2 separate regions of the Xenopus laevis genome follow, and region 2 is linked to region 1. A link is a contact called in public Hi-C data. All regions are on one chromosome and are shown on one strand. Each heading gives the region's core, a stretch centred on a gene start, on an enhancer-like site or on the middle of the called end of the contact. The rest is flanking DNA. Distances are from core to core; before and after follow the strand shown. Region 1 overlaps tfap4.L (transcription factor AP-4). Region 2 holds the start of pam16.L (presequence translocase associated motor 16 L homeolog).

Region 1 (4,114 bases), core at 692-3,191:
GGTCAATAGGTAATCTATACCGGTATGTTTTAATGAACATTTACAAAATAATTTAACAATAAGTCAACCCTGCTTATTAAAGCATACATTTTTCCTTTTGAAAGATAAAAAAAACAAATCCAAAAACGTATGTTGGAACTATTTTGCAGCTGAAATGCTAAACGACTAACATGTAATAACTTGCCCCCTTACAATATATACTGTATATAAAGTACTGTACAATACAGTCTTTCATGGTTTTGGAGCAAAGCATTATTTACAGAAATGTAGGGCAGTCCAACCTATAGCTCTACAACTCCAAGCACCTTGTCCACCCAATACTATACCTGCTATCCCACAGTCACACTCCCTTCCCAGAGACTATTATCCCACTGTTACTATAGGCACCATCTCTCCCTACTATACCTGCTATCCCACAGTCACACTCCCTTCCCAGAGACTATTATCCCACTGTTACTATAGGCACCATCTCTCCCTACTACACCTGCTATCCCACAGTCACGCTCCCTTCCCAGAGACTATTATCCACTGTTACTATAGGCACCATCTCTCCCTACTATACCTGCTATCCCACAGTCACACTCCCTTCCCAGAGACTATTATCCACTGTTACTATAGACACCATCTCTCCCTACTATACCTGCTATCCCACAGTCACACTCCCTTCCCAGAGACTATTATCCACTGTTACTATAGGCACCATCTCTCACTACTATACCTGCTATCCCACAGTCACACTCCCTTCCCAGAGACTATTATCCACTGTTACTATAGGCACCATCTCTCCCTACTACACCTGCTATCACACAGCCATTTGTAGAGACTATTATCTCACCTGTAGCAGCCACCACCTCCCCAACCATACCTAGGGACAAGGGGAGTTTCTGCTTTGGATCTCCTATTAGCACCTTTGACACACAGATGACAATTATCTTCTTTTGGGCAGCTTTCTCTACTCACCTTGCTCAGTTTTTCCCCATCAGTGTGTGGGATAAGAGTTTTCAGCGACTGGAAGCCAGCATTGATACTTTGCATCCGGCGTCGCTCATTGCTATTGGCAATCTCTCGCCGAATCCGCCGCTCTTGATCTCGTTGTGTTTCTGGGGTTAAAGGAATGTTGGCAAGGCTGTGAAAGAAAGGTCATATTGTTAAAAGCAGTCAAAAGGCAGATAAAAGTGAGGTATAATAGTGTATATCCAGTATTAGCCTATATACTATATAGCTCATAGAATAAACCCAAATAATCTAGTTTAGATGCAACGGAGTCAGTCCTACAACACTGATGTGTGACAGCTCAGGGTATTGCTTGGCTGATATATGCTTAAAGGAATAAATTCAAAAATGTTTTTTTTTTTTTTTAAAGTATTAAAAATATAATGCAGTGTTGCCCTGCACTGGTAAAGCTGGTGTGTTTGCTTCAGAAACACTAAACAAGCTGATGTGTAGCAATGGGGCAGCCATTCAAAGGAGAAAAGGCTCAGGTTACACAGCAGATAAGCTCTGTAGAACATAATGGTGTTATCTGTTATCCACTATTTAACCTGTGCCATATAGTTGTTGTTTTTTCCAATTTCCGCCATTGCTACACAGCAGCTTGTTTATATGAACTATAGTAGTGTTTCTGAAGCAAACATCAGTTTTACCAGTGCAGGGCAACACTGCATTATATTTTCATTACATAAAACCGCTTTCATTTTTTGGTGTTACTGTTCCTTTAACCACCAACATGTTTTCTACATATACATATTTTCAGTGCAGTCTAGGCCTGATGAAGTTAGAAGTCGGGGCAGTTCACTTGCAGCCTGTGCACGGTGTGACCCATTAAAAGACCTCCTTGTGTGGCCCCTCTTGGAAGGCAATGGAAGCCGGATCTGAGGACTATCCCACCCCCCTTTCCCCCTCAAACTCCCCTCAGGGTTTTGTAATCACTTCCAGATGACAATACAGGGGGAGTAAGAAACGCAGCTGAACCCCTGGGGGTGGATAAGGGAGGTGTCTTGAAGGGGAACTCTTGTTTCCTGCCCCCCCCCCGCCACATCTTTTCCCTTCTTGATAACTAGGATTAGTCATAGAGTGGGATTAACGAGAGGACAGCTAAGGGTAATAAGACACCTGAGAGAGCAAATAGGATAAAAGAGAACAATAAAACCCAGGAGGAACACTCCATTATTCACAAATTCTTTCGCAAGTCATCCGGTCTCCCCAACTGTGAATTTGGTGTTACTACACTAACCTGACATGGGCAGGACACATCTGTACTGTACCAAGCGGCCAGAGAAATCAAGGGCAGATGCAATAGTGGCAGCAATAAAGCCTGACCGTACAAGCTCACGAGTTAGTTGTGGGGTGAGCTAACTAGTCATTGCCCTGCAACAAACAGGAAATCATGGGCCTATTTCACTCACTGCCAAAAAGTGCCACTGCAGTACCAGCTGAAATACACTCCCCAGGTGCCATAGCCAGTTCAATGCTTAGCCGCTTTAAAAAGAGGTGGTTCAGCTTTAACACTTATGTTATGGAATGGCTAATTCTAAGCAACTTTTAATTTGGTCTTCATTTTTTCTATTACGTTTTTTTTTAATTATTTACCTTCTTCTGAAGGTTTTAAATGAAGGGGCCACTGACCCTATCTAAAACAAATGCTCTGTAAGGGTACAAATATATTTATAGCTACTTTTTATTACTCATCTATTCAGGCCCTCTCCTTTTCATATTCCAGTCTCTTGTTCAAATCCGCGCATGGTTGCTAGGGTAATTTGGGCCCTAGGAACCGGATTGCTGGAAATTGCAAAGTGGAGAGCTGCTGAATAAAAAGCTTAATAACTCCAAAAAAATGAAAACCAATTGCAAATTGTCTCAGAATATCACTCTCATCATACTAACAGTTCATTTAAGGTGACCAACCCTTTAAATTAACTATCCACCGCAAGGAAGCCAGTGGGTGGATAGATGGAGGAGCAGCTAAGAAGAAAAAAAAAAAAAAAAAAAAAAAAAGACACCACTGATGGCAGATAATGTGAGCTGACGGCATTACTTGTGTGTGCTGAGACCTTCCACAGGTTTTTTTTTGCCTGGTGCACGTTACACCTATGGGCATGGTCTGGTATTCAGGCCCTCTACTATTCATATTTCTAATGGAAATCACTGCATTGTTGCTAGGATAATCTGAACCCTAGCAACCAGACTGCTGAAATAGCAAACTGGAGAACTGCTGAATAAAAAGCTAAAAAAAAAAAAAAAAAGGAAATCCAATTGCAAATTTTATCAGAATATTACACATCATACTAAAAGTGCATTTAAAAGTGAACAAACCCATTTAAATTCCTTCTATAATTTGACAGAGAGCAGATCAACAAATATTTACAATGACATTTAGGGGTAGCACACCTCTGTTTAGCATTGCAACTTGAGCAAGAAAATCTGCGGCTGCATCTACACGTGGACATTAAAATGTTATTTTTAGCCAAAACAAACAGTATGATTAGCAGTTAACCTTTTAGTTAAAAAGCATGTGACATTGATAGTGTTATAAGCACAAGCAACTCTTGCAGCAAAACAGCTGGCTGCAACTCTTGCATCTGAACCAGAAAAGTTCTACAAGCCAGTACACGTCTTATAACCAGGTGCTGCCTGTGTATCCTGCTTCTATTTTGTCTCCAAAATTTTCTTTGAAAAAAAAATCCCATCTTAGATGAAGTGGAATTCCAGGTATGAATACAGGTGCAATCTACTGCATCCTTCCTCAGACACATCTATGCATGGTTGTGATAGGGATTTAGATCTACTGGGGCAGGGACTGATGTCTGTAGGGCTAGTCCACACGAGGAGATTCAGGGAGATTGTCGCCTGGCGACTAATCGCCTCGTCTTTTGAGCGACTATCTCCCTGATCTGCCTCAGCGTTTTCCCCCATAGGCTACAATGAAAAGTCGCCTGCGCTAATGCACACGCGGCGATGCGTTTTCTATAGTCTGAAATTGCCTCACTGAGGCAACTATTAAAAACGCATCGCTGCGTGTGCATTAGCGCAGGCGACTTTTCATTGTAGCCTATGGGGAAAAACGCTGAGGCAGTTCAGGGAGATAGTCGCTCAAAAGACGAGGCGATTAGTCGCC
Region 2 (4,114 bases), core at 702-3,201, 72 kb after region 1:
TTACAATAAAACAGCCCTCAAGGATAAATGCAATATGCAGGTATAGGACCTATTATCCAGAATGCTTGGGACCTGGAGTTTTCCAGATAAGGGCAATTTAAAACTTAAAATTGACTTTATGGAAGCTAATCATACCGTGAATTCAGAGCTGATGGGTCTGTAAATAAGGGATCCTATGCCTACACATGTGTTCTTACCAGCAAACTCCTGGCGTAGGGCACGTGTGAATGCCCGGCCCACCACTTGCATGCCCATCACCACGATCTGCGCCAAGTACTTGGCCTGTAGAGAAAATAACGAAGGGCACAGGGTGTAAATGAAAAGATTTAAAAGATAAAGAAAAACAAATTCACTGGAACTGGCAATAGGTTACATGTCCCCCCCCCCCAATAAACGACATTGGCCAGCCCTGGGAATAAAAGTAGTGCTACAGTGCCGCCATCGTCAATTGGTCTTCATTGTTTATTTTTTTTAGTTATTTTCCTTTTTTTTCTGACTCATTGCAGGTTTCAAATGGGCGTCGCTGACCCATCCAAAAAACAAATGATCGGTAAGTCTACAAATGTGCTGTTATTGCTACTTGGCATTCCTCGTCTTTCTATTCAGCCCCTCTCCTATTCATATTCCAGTCTCTTTTTCAAATCAATTCATGGTTGCTAGGGTAATTTGGACCCTAGCAACCGGATTGCTATAATTGCAAACTGGAGAGCTGCTGAATAAAAAAACTATATAAATAACACAAATAATAAAAAATGAAAACCAATTGCAAACTGTCTCAGAATATCACTCTCTACATCCTACTAAAAGTTATCTCAAAGGTGAACAACCCCTTTGCTCATCGGGTGACCTTCTTCTGCTGACTCTGCCACCCCAGTGCTGGGCTAGATTGGGCTGATCCAATGGTACAAGTAGGAGCCAACAACCAGGTCACACGTGGGGCTGTCCCATGACAACAGACACTCCTTACCTGACAGGATTTTTTGTCTGATTACTATTACTAAACTGATACTGGTCAGTGACTTCATCATTTTGACCCCATAAAGGGAACAACTAGCTGCCAATCTGAATGGCTAGTTTATCTGTGAATAGGGCTGCCACCTTTTTTGGAAAAAAATACCGGCCTTCCTAAATATTTAGATTTCTTCTCTATTAATAACATTGGGTACAAGAATCATTTTTACAGGTCAGGTGGGTAAAATACTGGCCAGGTGGCAACCCTAGGCCTGAGAGAGAGATAAGAAAGCTCAGTGCTGGCAGAGTAAACAGAAACTATAAAATGGAAAATCTGAAGCTCTTACCACAGCCGAATCAAAATCATAAAAAATGGAATTAGACTAAAAAGGGGTAACTACCCAAGAATGTATCTCATTATAGGGGTCCAAAACCAAAATTGTCTCTGATCACTTTTCTTCTAAGTGTTTTTTTCTTTTTACTTCAAATATCAGGCTTATCATTTAGCAGCCAGTCCTGGATTGTAAGCTCTTGTGGGCAGGGCCCTCGTGCTTGTCCCATTGTTTGAAATGCCTCTCTTGTCTGTCTGTCTGTCTGTCATCCTCTACGTGGTCTTCCTAATATATACTGTACAGATCTACTGGGGAATATGCTGGTGCTTTAGAAACTATAGTAATAATCAAAAATAAATAAATAAACACAAAATCCTTGTGCTTCTTCTAGGCAGGTTTTAATGAGAAAATAAAAATCCAGGGACAGTGTCAAACCGAAGGACAATGGCAGTTATATAGTCACACAGGCAACCAGGGTAGTCATGGGACAAAGTGGCATTAGTAGAAGAGACTGGCCAGACTGGCACAATAATACCCACACAAAGTGCCACATGACATTGGAGCTGTCCCCACGTGACCCTACATCTGGACATGTCACCTGTCCTAACACGCGCTTTGACAGATCAATATCTAATGCCCCTGTTTCTTACGTCTCACTTACCATCGTGATTCGGCGGCCAGCGCTGAAAAATTCAAGGTTATCCTTGTGGGGTCAGAGGGAATAGTGCAACCGGAAGACGCTAGGCGGCCATGTTGGTCCTCCCTTTGGTCCACCTAGGTAACCATGACAGCTCCTTCGTGGTCGTGACAGACGTCTGTCGAATAACGTCGCGTTCAAGGTTTAACCGGATGTGCAGCAGCGCCATCTTTGTACTGCCAGAATCTAATGTTACTGTATGAGAGTCGAGTATGGGCAGTTCTGCCATGTTAGCGCTACAATAATAGTTCCGTCAGGGAGGTGCAGTGGACGGTTTCGTGGTCTCTGTTCATGTTTAAAGCAACAGTAACAGCAAAAAATAAATGTGTTGTAGACATTCAAATATAATTTACTGTGGGACTAGTCAAAGTTAAGTTTGCTTTAGAAACACTATTGTCGTTTATATAAACAAGCTGCTGTGTAGCCATGGGGCAGCCATTCAAAGCTTATAAAGAAAAGGCACAGGATACACAGTAGATAACAGATAAGCTCTGTAGTATACAATGGGATTCTTCAGAACTTATCTGTTATTTACTGTGTATCCTGTGTATCCTTTATACTTGCAGTTTTTTCTTATTAATAACATTGGAATCAAGCATAATTTTTACCAGCCATTTTGCTTGAATGGTTGCCCCCATGACTACACAGCAGCTATAGAATATATATATATCTCTCTCTCTCTCTCTCTCACCGGCACTCACCGCAGATCTGTCAAATCCCTGCTGCTCCTCACTGTAAACATGTATCAGGGAACATCAGGAACACTCATGGATGCAATACAAAGTGAATTTTATTGAAGTTTCACAAACTCCCCCACACCATTTTCTTTCACTGTAGGGTAACACTGCATTATATTTTAATTACTTTAATACACTTTCATTTGTTGGTGTTACTGTTCCTTTAACTGAAACAATCAGATTAATTGGAAATATTACCATATTAAAACTTTTGTGGAGTAGTTTCTTTCTTATACCACGCAGTAGTTTAATTAAAAGGGTAGTTCTCCTTTACATTAACTGAGTATGTTACAGAATGTCCTAGGGGCAGATTTATCAAGGGTCGAAGTGAATTTGAAGGAATTTTCGAAGTAAAAAAAAATCAAAATTAGACGATCGAATAGGATACTACAACTTTGAATTTACTTCGACTTCGATTCAGTGTAAAAATCGTTCGACTATTCGATAATCGAAGTACTGTCTCTTTAAAAAAACTTCGACTTCAATACTTCGCCAACTTAAACCTGCCGAAGTGCTATGTTAGCCTATGGGGACCTACCAGAGCATATTTTTAAGTTTTTGGGTTTCGAAGGAAAATCGTACGATCGTACGATCAAATCATTAGAATCATATGATTCGAAGTAAGATCGTACTACGATGAATAAAATCCTCCGACTTCAAATGTCGGAGGATTCTATTAGAAGGTCGAATTTCGAAGTATTTTCCACTTCGAAATTCGACCCTTGATAAATCTGCCCCCTAGTCTTGTTTTTTTTTCTGTAACATTTTATTGGGTTTTGTCTTTTTTTGTTGATATCTCCAGCGCAATAATCACTTTGGTATATGATTAGGGTTGCCACCTTTTCTAGAAAAATATACCGGCCTTCCTATATATTTATCTTTTTTCCCAACTAATAACATTGGGATCAAACATCATTTTTACCAGCCATGCTGGTAAAATACCAGCCAGGTGTAGGGTTGCCACACCTGCCAGGGCCAGGGCTACAAATTTACCGGCAATGTAGCTGCCGGTAACTTGTAATACCCTTTACAAAAGCCCTTGCCCTACAGTAAAAACTTACATTTCCTTCGGCTTCTGCGATGTGGCACTACAATATGACTCCGCCCCTTTTTGTGTTGCTGCCCATCGGCTCCACCCCCTTTTGCGTCACTGCCCGCCCCTTTATTATCCGCCCCCACCACTGGCCGGTATTTTTTTTTTCAAAGGTGGCATATATATGATATCAGTGATTAAGCTATACCTTGAAATAATTCTCATACTCACATAGGGCAAAACAATAGCTAAGCTACATGCACTGGGAGGGAGGTACCTTGTGTGGAGGCCATGTTGGATCACATGAATGTGTATATTGATTCCCCAGCTCTCGACTGGGGAGAGGGAGAGAGAGACTCATTAT

The links. A called contact is a pair of places that touch in the nucleus more often than the background predicts.
Region 2: a Hi-C map of the XTC cell line shows a contact between it and region 1, with 4 times the contacts expected there. The contact joins the promoter of pam16.L here to the enhancer-like site in region 1. A contact is called at or near these places in 2 of 4 Hi-C or Micro-C datasets (the XL177 cell line and the XTC cell line).

Annotation. Positions count from the first base shown.
Region 1 is chr9_10L:116,885,335-116,889,448 of Xenopus_laevis_v10.1, forward strand. It overlaps tfap4.L (transcription factor AP-4), which reads right to left. Exons shown (of 7, transcript XM_018236536.2): 2 at 961-1,126. Among protein-coding and RNA genes, the nearest start is that of tfap4.L, 6.4 kb to the right of the region's middle. Within about 2 kb of position 1,942, at least 2 of the 7 cell types and tissues checked have an H3K27ac peak or open chromatin away from gene starts, as enhancers often do.
Region 2 is chr9_10L:116,956,876-116,960,989 of Xenopus_laevis_v10.1, forward strand. pam16.L (presequence translocase associated motor 16 L homeolog) reads right to left here and starts at 1,952. Exons shown (of 5, transcript NM_001091264.1): 1 at 1,945-1,952; 2 at 198-282. The coding sequence starts at 1,947.